Regions from separate parts of the Capra hircus genome. Here region 2 is linked to region 1. A link is a contact called in public Hi-C data. All regions are on one chromosome and are shown on one strand. The core of a region is the stretch at or near the end of the contact, and the rest is flanking DNA. Distances in the headings are between cores, read along the strand shown.

The links. Hi-C and Micro-C count contacts between places; a contact is called where the count stands out from the background.
Region 2: a contact with region 1 is called in a Hi-C map of blood, with 1.8 times the contacts expected there. The contact joins the enhancer-like site here to the promoter of AHR in region 1. A contact is called at or near these places in 2 of 5 Hi-C or Micro-C datasets (blood and liver).

The regions. Positions count from the first base shown.
Region 1 is chr4:94,724,979-94,731,405 of ARS1.2, reverse strand. It overlaps AHR (aryl hydrocarbon receptor), which reads left to right and starts at 5,119. Exons shown (of 11, transcript XM_018047352.1): 1 at 5,119-5,804. The coding sequence starts at 5,740.
Region 2 is chr4:95,072,883-95,080,280 of ARS1.2, reverse strand. No RefSeq gene overlaps it. Among named protein-coding and RNA genes, the nearest start is that of AGR3, 88 kb to the left of the region's middle. Within about 2 kb of position 5,775, at least 1 of the 5 cell types and tissues checked has an H3K27ac peak or open chromatin away from gene starts, as enhancers often do.

The sequences.
Region 1 (6,427 bases), core at 3,870-6,369:
TACTTGAGTGATTAATCTCTTGTCAGTTGCTTCATTTGCAAATATTTTTTCCCATTCCGTGGGTTGTCTTTTCATTTTTGTTTATGGCTTCATTTGCTGTGCAAAAGCTTTTAAGTCTAGTTAGGTCCCATTTGTTTGTTTTTGTTTTATTTTCATTACTCTTAGAAGATGGATCAAAAATATCTGCTGTGATTTATGTCAGAGAATGTTCTGCCCATGTTGTCCTCTAAGAGTTTTATAGTATTTGGTCTTACATTTAGGTCTCTAATCCATTTTGAGTTATTTTTGTGTATGGTATTAGAGAATGTTCTAATTTCATTCTTTTTTAAAAAAACTTTATTTTTGGCTGTGCTAGGTGCTTTGTTGCCACACATGGGCTTTCTTTAGTTTCTGTGAGCAGAGGCTGCTCTCTAGTTGCGTTGAGCAGGCTTCCCAACGCAGTGGCTTCTGTTCTGTGGAGCGCAGGCTCTAGACTGGGAGCACAGTAGTTGTGGTGAATGGGCTTAGCTGTCCTGCCTTGGACAGTCTGTGGAACCTTCCCGGACTAGGGGCTGAACCTGTGTCCCCTGCATTGGCAGACAGATTCTTAACCACTGGACCATTAGGGAAGTTCTAATTTCATTCTTTTACATGCAGTCGCCTAGTTTTCCCAGAACCACTTATTGAAGAGGTTGTCTTTCCCCATTTGTATATTCTTGCCTGCTTTGTCATAGATATGGTTCCCATAGGTACATGGTGTACCTGACTTTCTATCCTATTCTGTCGATCTATATTTAGCTCTGTGGTAGAAAAAGTTATATTACTTCATAAAAGTTGCTCATATACAAAACTTCAAAATCTTATCAAAGGTCCAGACCACACTTTGAGAAACGTTCTACAGTAGTGATATCAGAAGTAGAAAAGTGATAGTCTCTAGAAAATGGCAGCTTATTTTTTTTTAATGATACTCTACTACAAAGCCTGATTTTACTGACATATTAAGCACAAATTTTAAGGGAAGTGTATGATGTCACTATTGAAATGAATTCTGAAAATCTTATTAATATTCTGTTTTCATCCTGGTATAAAAATCAACTACTAAAGTCAAACAGAATCCTAAAGTGAACAGAAAGTAAGGATATAGGTGTAGGACAAAGTAAGATAGTGAACAATTGCATTAAATAACTATAACAACTTTAAAAAAAAAAAAAGATGGACTTTAAAAAAAATAGTAAATTAAGATTGATTCATGGATTTTGTGCATTCAGTATATCTGTTTTCTGAAAAGTGCTTTAAGATATAGTATTGGTAAATTATATTTTGTTATGCATTTCTCACCCTTAAAGTTTTTAGACAAAGAGATTATTTGATTATACATTTTTAGGCAGAATGACTATGCGTAAAAGTACAGAGATGGGGAAATAAAAGAGAAGATAAAGGTGGTTGATCTTGTGCACTTGGAATTGCTAATCCGTAAACAGCAAAGTCCCCTGTATGCACTGTCTTCTTTGGGACCTTGTTTCATCTTTTCCCTTAAACTAAAAGCTAGCCCTCCCCAAAGCTATCATCTCCCAAATAGTATCTGTTTATTTTCTCTCATCACATATCCAAGACATAGAGTTGACGTCTACATAGTGCCCCTATTGCCACATCCTGGATCACTTTTACCTTACAGTCTTATAAAATTAAAAAAAAAAAAAAAAAAAAAAACTATCAACCACAAAACACACCTGTACTTTTGTAGGTCATGCTAGAAATTCCTCCTCATCAAACCTTCTTTATCTTTCTGATCCAAAATTACCAGCCTATTCTATCTCACCCACCACCCTTCTGTCCCCCAGCTTCTGTAGATTAATGTTTCTTAACCTTTATGTACATTTCAGTTACCTGGGAGATCTTGTTAGATTCAGATTTTGAGTCAGTAAGGACACCCAGAGACTGCATTTCTTATAACCTCATTGTGAACCACTCTAAAGAGTTAGCACTAGAGGAGCTGTTTCTGCTGTTGTTTAAACTACAGTAATAATCCTCACTCCCCTCTTCTGCTTTAGCGTTCTTTCCTTCCTTCATTATTTTCAGCATCTAATCTTAGAGTTTTTCGTCTTTTTAACATAGTCAATTTCAATCTTTCTCTCATCTCTTTCTCATCCGTTTAAATATCACCCACTTAAAAAAAAAAGGAGGGGGCCTAATTTAACCCTTTACTCCCCCTAGCTGCCGTCCTAGGTCTCTGTCACAGACTTTTTTTTTGAAGAATTGTCTGTGTTTGCTGATATCACTTCATCTCCAATTCAGCTCTGTTCCCCTTCCATCTAATTTGTAGGTCCATTAGCCCACCAACAGTGTTCGCTAAAGTCACAAAATTACCCCATGGTAGGAAGCCACAAAGGACATTTTCAGTTCTCATCTTATTTGAACCTCCCAACAGCATGCAGTTCTGTGAACCACTCCAACATTTTTCCACTTTGTCCTCCAACAAGACAGTCTTTTATTCTCCTGCTAACATTCTGGAAACTCTCTTTCAGACAGTTTTACAAGACCATCATCTTCTATGCAGTTATTAGATATTACAAACTAAAGTTCCTTTGAGTCCTGTCTTCCTTTTCTAGCATATATCCACACCCGACAGTCTACGTAATCTCTTGTCACTTAAATGCAGATGACTTCTGAATTGGTATCTCCAGCTCATACATTTTTGAGTTACAAACCTATATATCCTGTGGCCTATTTGACACACCTTAGATAGCTCAGAGCTACCTCAACTTTAAGTGCTGCTACTACTAAGTCGATTCAGTAGTGTCCAACTCTGCGACCCCATAGACAGCAGCCCACCAGGCTCCCCTGTCCCTGGGATTCTCCAGGCAAGAACACTGGAGTGGGTTGCCATTTCCTTCTCCAATGCATGCATGCATGCTAAGTCACTTCAGTTGTGTCCGACTCTGTGCAACCCCATGGACAGCAGCCCACCAGGCTCCTCTGTCTGCAGGATTCTCTAGGCAAGAATACTGGAGTGGGTAATAGTTTCCCACCATTACCTGCCATCTTCACATAGCCTGATGCATAGTGCAAAAAACTGTTTTTGACACATCTTCCTTCAATGCCACATATCCATCCATTCCATCTTTTAGGACCTCCTTGAATTCTATGGAACCTATTTGCTTTTTTCCATCTACATTATCACCTCCACCCTGTATCAATAATTACCATCTATTGGCTGGGCTACTGTAAATGGCTTCCCATGGAGTATCATTTCCATTGCATTCTGCTCCTACCTCTTTTACACCCTGAAGATATGGCGATATTTTGAAGAATAAATTTGATCATTCATGCCTGTCTCCCCTGCTCATCTTGCACTTGCTTTAGTCCCTCATACAATTTGCCAGCCTCCTTCCACTAATGGGATGTTGCTTGTACTGTTTTATTGACTTGCAGTGTCTTCCCCTCTTTTCTTCTAAGACTTTATCCGTCAGACCTCAACTCCACCATCATGATTTTGGGAAAGCTACCTTTGTCTCAATGACTATGTCAACTTTCTCTACTAGGAGACCATACTTAATCATGTGCTTCTCCATTACAATATCCCTTGAGAGCATGGTGGTGGTTTAGTCGCTAACTTGTGTCCGACTCTGTGTGACCCCATGGACTGTGGCCCACCAGGCTCCTCTGTCCATGTGATTTTCCAGGCAAGAATACAGGAGTGAGTTGCCATTTCCTTCTTCAGGGGGTCTTCCCCACCCAGGAATCGAACCCAGGTCTCCCTCCTTGCAGGCAGATTCTGTACCAACTGAGCTAGGAGGGAAGCACACCATATTTGGATAGGAATCTCAAATGATAAAGCATTTGAGTTGGGCATTTTTTGTTATTATTGAAGAATAACGTGGCAGAAGATGAATTAGGGATGTTGCAATACACAAAATTTAATAGTATTTGTTGGAATATTTAGATGTAAGTTGTAGAAGAGTTGAAGATATTTCATAGGGTTGATAGGATAATGGTTGAGTATATGACAGTGAGGTTTCAGCTAAAGAAAACAATGTTCAATTTATTGATGTTCTGAATGTGAGGTAACAAACTCACCGGATGGAAATGTCTTGATGACATTTTGAAATGTAGGAATGGACATGGTGCAAGTTTTCATCTAGACTTCTTAGTCTGATTGCCCTTCTCCTGACAAGCAAAACACACTCCTGTGTTTACTTTTCCGGGTAAAGGCACAGGAGGAGTTAGAAATGTTGGAGGTACTTGAGATTGCTCTCTCTTGTTTGTCTATTTCCTTATTATCTGCTCTTTTTCCCCTCCATCCCACTGTCACTTCCCTGGACTTTCACCTGGACTACTTCAACAACTCGAACTACTCTCTCTGCATCCAGTCTTTTTCTCCTGTAATCCAGCTTGCACTGTCATTTAAAACTTCCAAAACACTAGAATGTCTCTTGTCTGCTGTGGATCCTTCAAAGGTTTCCACTGACTGCAGAATAAAATGTGGACTCTTGATCAGGCTTTATGATTTGACCCTAGATTCCTGGATTTCACTTCCAGCTTCTCTCTCTCCAGCTATACCAGACTGCTTATTCTCAAATGCCTCCTGCTGCCTGCCTTCTCACCTTCCTGAAATCTGACTGTAGTTTAACAGTTATTCTGACTGGGGAAAAGATACTATACTGTCTTGTACGGAGACAAAAATCAAACTCAAAACAAAAAGACAAGAAAAATGCCTAGCCTTCAAGTTCAACTGAGATGTGGCCTCCTGAAGCCTTCGCCTCTAGGAAGATTTATAGTTCCACAGGTTATCTGCCAGCTCACTGTAATGCTTAGCCAAAAGTTAGCTGACTCACTGTCTCTTGCAAAGGTGAATTTAAGCTCACTACTTGGCATTTCTTTCCTTGAGGTTGTCTGATTACAAAGACTTTGGCTACACATAATTTGTTGTCACATGTCTTTATGGACTCGAAATGTGTCCACAGATTCCTCCCCTTGACCTCAAGAAGATGGCTACTGGAGAGGGTGGGGGTCACTACGCCTTACGTCATCACGTGCCGGGAGGGTGGGGCCCTCAAGGGAAATATAGCGAAGGGCGGGGCCAAGTAGGATGGGGCGGGGCTACGAGAGGCGGGGCGGGGCTGGAGAGGGGTCGGGGGCGCTTCTGCTATTCAGCCGGTGCAAGCAGCAGCGGGAGGCATCGCAGGGCGAGTCCACTTGACGCTAGGTTCTGAAAGCGTGACTGGGACCACCGGCTCAGACCAGAGGTAGCCGCATAGCCGAGCGGAAGCTGGTGGCACCCGGAGCGGCGGCCGGAGTCCGAGCTCCGCAGGCGGGAAGCACCCGGGATCGGGGAAATCCCGGGAGCAGCGCAGCGCGGCGGCGCCTCCCTCACCCAAGGGGCCGCAGCGACGGTCACGGGGCGCGCCGCCACAGCGAGCGACCCAGGCCGGGATTTCAAACAGACAGCCCAGGCTCCTCCTCCATTCGCGCCGCCTCACCTGCGGGCAGCGCGGCGCCGCCTCAGCTGGTACAGACGGCACCTGCGCCTCCAGCCTCCCCGGTCTCCGCCCCTCGCCCCCCGGCGCCAGGCCCGGGCCGCGCACCTGGACGTGCGGGGCTGCAGAAGCCCTGCGGCTCCTGGGGTGCTGTGTCTCCGCCATCGCCCCGGGAGGGCGCAGGTGGAGCAGCCGCGGTTAAGTGCAACCCCGTCCCAGTTGCCGCCGGGTCCCGGGGACAGGGCCGTCCGCGCCCGGGAGGAGCCGCAGCCAGCCAGGCACCATGAACAGCAGCAGCGCTAACATCACCTACGCCAGTCGTAAGCGGCGGAAGCCGGTGCAGAAAACGTGAGTCTCCGGAGCCTGTCCTCTGTGCGGTGGGGAGGTGGGCGCTCAGGCGCGGGACACTGCCGCACCCCGCCCCCAAATCCCCGAGGCCAGGGGATTAGGTCCCTTCCCTGTGCAGTCTGTGGAATCGAGATCTGGAGGCCGGTCGAGAACCCCAGGCCTTGGATTTTTCCGTGATTAATGATTGCATTTTAAAAATTGTGGCCCCCGTTCTCTGCCCCCCCCCCCCGCAACCCCTTCTCCAGAGCACCCTTTCACACCTCCAGCCATTTGCAGCGCTGTTCACTGTGCTGTGGTCCTAATTTGTTGACAGCTCTCCTCTGCCCTGTGGGGCTGGTGGATTAGTTAACCTAAACCCGTCTTGAAATCCCCTTTCACATTTAATATCCTCCTCTGTTAGGTTAGAGGACGGTCACCATTCTTACTCCTGGTAGGGCGAGATGCTTTAAATAGCTAAACACGTGCTGTGTGCAAGAAAGGGGCTGAGTGCCTCTGAAGGTATTTTTTGGTTGCCTGAAACTGGCTTTCTGTTATACTCTTATTTACTTATTTGGCAGTAATTTTGTAGCGCTCAGCGTGAACATATCAATAAAATGTATAGAGGTGATAGCAGCTTGGAGTGA
Region 2 (7,398 bases), core at 4,526-7,025, 350 kb before region 1:
TCAAGACTGCTTTCATGCTGTTGTTTCTTTGAGTGTTGGTATGCAGGTATGCATGTAAATATTTACCTGGTACTTTCTCGCCTGGGTCGGGAAGATCCCCTGGAGAAGGAAATGGCAACCCACTCCAGTACTATTGCCTGGAAAATCCCATGGACAGAGGAGCTTGGTAGGCTGCAGTCCATGGGGTCACAAAGAGTTGGACATGACTGAGTGACTTCACTCACTTTTCTTTGCTCCTAGAAGAGTTGTCCACTCTGGAGACTGACAAATTAGTAAGTCTCTGTGATTTGATACTTGTAAGGAAAAAGTGCAATACAATCGACTCGTCCTGACTGTGGGAGAAAAAAAGTAAGGCTCATTGATAGTACCTAGGACAGTCTATGTGTCTGGTACTGCTATGGCGTCAGAGCCACCAGTGTGGGAGTTTGCAGACATTGCTTCTGTGTCTGTCCCCTCCTTTCTGTATTAACCACCAGTGTCTCAGTTAGATGCTTAGCCTCTTTTGCTTGGATTATTGCACAGACCGCATCCTGGCTTTGTATACCTGGGTTTGTATTCATCTTCCTTACTATTATTTCTGCCCATCTAATATTATTACTTCCTCAGTATAACTCCTCAATGACTTAATGTTCAGTTACACTCAAGAAGACATTGCTAACTCCAGAATCTGAGTTTCTAAGGACTCAGGCATACCATCTCCCGTTAGGAACCAGGGTTTTCTATTTCCTCACTTCCTAAATCCTGTTGAGTCCAGTTGATAATGTCTTCTTTATCATCTTTGCATCTCCAGGGGGCAGTAAGGCAATTTTCTTGATCTGAACATCTGCAACAGACTTCTGAGAGTGTTCTGCTCTAGGGCTGATTTTGTTTTCTTCTTCTTGTTGGTATTTGAAACTTAAAAAAGTAGTTGAACATTGAGGGGTAAGATAATCCAATTGTTCCCTACATATTGGAATATGATGTGAATTAATTTTATTTGAAGGTATATATTATTTAACTCCACTATAGTATTTAATTGTGAAATAATCAGATGTTTTCATTTGTATGACACTGAATTTCTTAAACATCAGTGAAATATCACTAACGCTTGTCATGATCACTAGTGTTATATGATGATATGGATAATTTTTTTCATCAATACTTAGGATTAGTCTGAAAATAGGCTTCACCTTAATAGAAATTCCATTTGTGCTAAAGACACTTTATGATTTATCAGCTGATTTTTTTTGTGAGTTTTGTCAGACCCTGGGTTTCTGAATACATTGTGTCATTAATGTAAACTTGAGGAACCTTATTTTGTCTTGTTTTGTTTTGATGATTCAAAATTAAGTTGCTTTTAGTCACAGGATTGCTGTAAATACAAACTTATGTCAGAAGAGGCCTTTTATTTACTTTTTGATTCAACTCAGCATGTTTATTTAATCTGCAATGATTCAGCTTACTGGCTGCTTTAGAAACTTGGAGAGTGTGTTCTCATGATGGCTGCATAAGTTGATGGCTTTGATCTGAACAGTAAAGGCATTTTTTTCTCCTACAAACTTGCCTTTGGAATTTTTCTTTATTTTCTGTTAGAAAAGTAGTATTGTTTGACTGTAGGGCCACTCATTTAGTTTAGATTTACACTTGCAAAATGAGAGGATTTTTTTTTTTTCCACTTAGTGATGCTTTTTGGTGCTTTCCAATGCAAAAAAATAGAGTCATTCCAGGCATTGACAAAAATCTGTGATTTGATTTTGTCTCTTGCTTGGACTTTCTGGTGGAGATACAAAAAGATGTTGATGTCATCTGTTAGAGAGGTCACCAAATAACCAGTGTATGAATCACTAAATCTATGTTAATTTCTTAGGATCCCTAATGAGAGAGGGATGACCAGCATGTATTCTTTCTTCAGGCAAGATGGACTTCCAGAGTCTTTCCCTCCCTCATCCATCTCTCCACCTCTATCACTCTGCATTTTCTTTTTAATGATTCTAAGTTGTCTCCAGCCTCTGTCCATCCTCCCTTTGCTTTGGGTGCTTCTTCCCTCTAAGTTTGTAATCATCCCCCAGGCGACTCTCAGCCTCAGTTCCATCCACTACTGCCGTGCATGCTTGTGCACCATCAGAACTGCTAGGTGCTGGGTGAACCAGTCCTCAGGTTTCATATCATTTGCTGTAACAAGCTCAGATCATGGCTGATCATAGGTAGGGACTGCTTTCCTTTGCTTCATTGAAATAGGATTCTTTGGAACCATGGCTTTTGAGCAAGTTCTTTGAAAAAAAAATAAAAGCATGGCGCCAAAAATGCACAGATCTGTAGGCTTGATCCTTTCTGATGTGGATGAATGATTAGTATTTCATATAGGTAAGCTCCTTTCAGATTCTAACACATTTAAATGAGGTTTCAGTCATGACCTGAATTTCATGGTTGGTTTTCACAGAAACCAGGTTGTGTTTTCTTTTTTAGTATGGAAAAGGAGTACATCAAGGCTGTATATTATCACCCTGCTTATTTAACTTCTATGCAGAGTACATCATGAGAAACGCTGGACTGGAAGAAACACAAACTGGAATCAAGATTGCTGGGGGAAATATCAATAACCTCAGATATGCAGATGACACCACCCTTATGGCAGAAAGTGAAGAGGAACTAAAAAGCCTCTTGATGAAAGTGGAAGTGGAGAGTGAAAAAGTTGGCTTAAAGCTCAACATTCAAAAAACGAAGATCATGGCATCCGGTCCCATCACTTCATGGGAAATAGATGGGGAAACAGTGGAAACAGTGTCAGATTTTATTTTTTATGGCTCCAAAATCACTGCAGATGGTGACTGCAGCCATGAAATTAAAACACGCTTACTCCTTGGAAGAAAAAGTTATGACCAACCTAGATAGCATATTCAAAAGCAGAGACATTACTTGGCCGACTAAGGTCCATCTAGTCAAGGCTATGGTTTTTCCTGTGGTCATGTATGGATGTGAGAGTTGGACTGTGAAGAAGGCTGAGCGCTGAAGAATTGATGCTTTTGAACTGTGGTGTTGGAGAAGATTCTTGAGAGTCCCTTGGACTGCAAGGAGATCCAGCCAGTGCATTCTGAAGGAGAATAGCCCTGGGTGTTCTTTGGAAGGACTAATGCTAAAGCTGAAACTCCAGTACTTTGGCCACGTCATGCGAAGAGTTGACTCATTGGAAAAGACCCTGATGCTGGGAGGGATTGGGGGCAGGAGGAGAAGGGGACGCCAGAGGATGAGATGGCTGGATGGCATCACGGACTCGATGGACATGAGTCTGAGTGAACTCCGGGAGTTGGTGATGGACAGGGAGGCCAGGCATGCTGCGATTCATGGGGTCACAAAGAGTTGGACACGACTGAGTGACTGAACTGAACTGAACTGAATCTGCTTTTTGCTTTTTATTGATTGAAATCAGATGCTTTACAAGATAAAACCCAAGTTACATCTAATACCTAAAGAAGCAAGTATCCCAGAACCTCAGTGTTGGGAGGGTCTGTGCCTTCTGTGCACAAATGTCATCTTGTGAATGTCCCTCGAAGAAACATTCTATGTCCAGTGTGTCCTGGTCATGATGCCTTTGCACAGATGTATCAGATTTCTTTCCTACTCACCTGATGCTTGTCTCCCTGGAATATTCATCCCTTGGTTTTGGTTCTGATTCTGCTTCCGAGTTCTTACTCACCTCTTTGAGTGTTTTGAGAAAGCTGTCACATGTTGCTCGGGCTTCGTTTTAGGCTTTCTGTTGCCAGTTCTTTCAGCTCTTCTTCCTATGACATGATTTCAAGGCCATTCATCTCTTAGCTGTTCAGTTTTTTATTTTGTCTCTAATCCTACTTAAATGTGTGGTTTTGATATTGCAGCTGAACAATGAATTCAGCTTGGAATGTGTTGTAGACACAGCATCATATTAGTTCCTATTAAAATTGGGATATAAAACTTTGAATTTTTAAATAGATACTGCTAAGTCAGTTTCTGCTCCCCTTTTCTGTTTGCTTGTTCTGGACCTCACATCAGCATGCTATGTTCATCTGTGCTATGTCTTCTTAGAGAGAGCCCATTATTTAAATAATTTGAATTCTAAATCTATAATCCGGTGGGTCTCTTGACTTCTCGTTGCCTCTGTGCTTAGTCAGTGGACCTTCTGTGGCTTCATCAAAAGCACTGATAAAAAGTCAGAGAGGCCACAGAGGAATCCCTTGTGAATTGCCTGCAGAAATTTCTCTGTAGATTGATGACTGCTTTTTGATCAGAACAATTCATAAGTTCTAATCAGTTAAAAATTCACCTACTTATCTGAACACTCAGCCCAATTTTTCCACCTTTTTCAACAGAATGTTATGAAACATCTCAATCAAACTCTTGCTGAAAAGGCCATGGGTTGCACTTCTTTATCGAAGAGGAAAATAAAGATAATTCTTTATAAATGGTTTTTAGTAATTCTGCCGTGCATTTCAGTTACCACATCTTCCCTGTCCATTATTTAAATAATCTGTCCTGGAATCTTGTCATGCAAAGATACTATTTCTAAGTTATCTCCCCTTTTGGAAAAACCAGAATTAGAATGAATTTCTCACATCCAACTTCTGTGTGTCTTTCTGTAATTCATGATTATTAAATTATCATATCTCACTTTCAAACTCTTAGTTACCCTAGCAGGGTTTGCCCTGCTGTGATATTTAATTAATTTGGAGTCGTCACATAATTGTGTAAGTCCTTCTAGGGCAGGGGTCTAAACACCAGAGCCTTGGTCACAAAGCACCGTTTGCTGTATTGAACAAACGAATCTCTTTCCTTAGCTTACCAAAGTTGATTCACATTTTTAAATCAGAAGATTGTTTTACATCCTGCAGTTGGCTGTGAATAACAGAAAACACAAAATCACAGCATCTTCAACAAAATAGAGGTACAGGTGGTTCCTAGTGAGCAGAAATCCAGCTCTTCTTCTCTTTCTGCACTATTGTTCTCATACTTGGTTTTCAGCCTCAAAGGTCCAACAAGCTGCTGGAGCTCCATCCATCACCTCCATCTTCCAGTTAGCTAGAAGTAGGAGGGGCAAGGTAACTTACTGCTGAACCAGCTTTCTTTAAATAATTGACTTATTCATGTTTGCTAGAATTTTGTTAAATGGCCACACATAGCTGTAAGGTGGCTGAAAGTAGTCACTGATTGGGTGCATTCCAACCCCAGTGAAAGTTGATTTCTGTTACTTGGGAGATGAGACCAGCCTTTGGCTGGCAATCAGTTATTCTCTGCTAAAATTAAGAGAGACAAGAGACTAAATAGAAATTCAGGAATTCCTTCTTTAGGTCCTTCAGAAAAACATTTGTCTTCAGAAATCAGTCTGGTATCATTGACCACCTTTGTGCTTTAGACATGAGTATAGTGCCTTTCACTGACTACAGAAGTTTATAAACATCTTCCATCTTGAAAGTCAGCCTTCTTAACATGCTTTTGTGTTTGTTTTTGTTGATGTTTCTCTGTACCCATCCTGGGTTCTTCGGCTTCCTCCTCCTACTAGCCCTCTTTTGCGGTTTGCAGTTACTCAGAGCAGCATTTTCTTCTGCCTTTCCACCCATGTTGAGTCACATTCATGTCCAGATGCTTAGGTCATGGAGTTATGAGCCTTTTTCCTCTTTAGTTTTGAAGAGGTGTCTTCCGTTAGGTTTCCAAAGAATGCGTCTAACTGGTAAGTGCTGGTCTTTTCCTGCCGGCCTCTTGCCCGATTTCCCACCAATGCGATTTGACTGGGGCTCCCCTCGCCTTCTGTGAGGGCCGGGCATGCCCTGCCCGCCCAGCCCCCGGTCTGGTCAGTGTGTTCTCTCTTCCTGTTCACAGTGATGGCTTCATGAGTGGGCTGGTGATCCAACGTATGTCTTTTTAGTGAATCTGCTGCAGGGAGTCCTGCCTCTCTTTTTGAGGTCATTAAGAGCCACCTTCAACCCCACATGGAGAGAAAGCCTGTCTGGGAATGGAGCCAACACGGAGGAAACCACAGCATATAGAGGGATGGCGTGAGCTATTTGAGGACAGAGCCTGAATCTACCCTGCCTAATTCCAGTACCACTCCTGACTTTCGTGTTATATAAGTCAGTAAAAATCCTTTCCTCTATGAGCCAAATTGAGTTAATTTATGCAACTTATGTACCTAAGTGAGTCCTCATCAGGTCAGTTGGTAATCTCTTCTGGGCTGTTGTTCATTCCACTGCTACTACTAAGTCACTTCAGTCGTGTCCGACTCTGTGCGACCCCATAGATGGCAGCCCACCAGGCTCCCCGTTCCTGGGATTCTCCAGGGAAGAACACTGGAGTGCGTTGCCCTTTCCTTCTCCAATGCATGAAAGTGAAAAGTGAAAGTGATGTCGCTCAGTTGTATCCGGCTCTTAGCGACCCCATGGACTGCAGCCTACCAGGCTCCTCCATCCATGGGATTTTCCAGGCAAGAGTACTGGAGTGGGGTGCCATTGCCTTCTCCAGTTCATTCCACTAGGCAGCCACTTTTTTCTTATTTGTTAAAGTGTGCCAGTTTTATATCATGCAGATGACCCTGCATGTATTAGTTGTGTTACATAAAGTGGATATGAAATAATTATACATTAAAACCTCCAATCTTTCAGTGTCTGTTTAATGATGCTACTGAGAAATGTCAGCTTCCGAGTTTATATGAAATAAAGGGATCGGTTTCAACTTGGACTCAATCTCACCAGGTTCTCTGCTGAACTCTCTTTATCTCAGCACTTAAAAGAACACAGAGGCAACCAACCAGAACATGGGGCTGTGGAGAAAGTAGAAAGAGGCACAAATTAAGTGCATTCCAGAGACCAGTTGGGAGCCGACAGCGTTCAGAGTGTTTTGAAGGAAACTAAAACCTCTTAAGAAATCAGTTAATGACGTCTCAGTTCCCTAGGCTTGAACTTTGAGCAACTACGAATTTTCCAAGGTTAAATAAAGACCCGGATATGATTAAGCCACCATTTCAACCTAGAATGGCAAGGGACACGGGGAAAGGGAAGCAAAACTAGCGTTTGTTGAGGATCAGTGATGTGCAAGGCATGGCCCACATTCCTTTTATGCAGAACTTGATACCAAGAAGAAAGAAGGCAGAGGCATTTTCAAAGTCATAACTGTCTAAAGAAATTGGGAAGACAGTGCCTGGTACCTAGGAAATATTGAGTAACTTATAGCAACTGTGGTGATGGTGGCGATATACAGATGTCTGGGTAAGGTAAGCCATCCCACGGCACTGAGGTTGGGTTTTTGGCACTCTGAATGAGATACCAAGTCCACAGTGTCCCTTGGGTTTGTAATTGAGCAAGATAAAATACCTATCGTCTTCTGGGTGTAAATATTAAAATGCTGATTCCTAAGGCCACAGAGCTAGTAAATCAAAATCCTTAAAGGTAGAGCCTG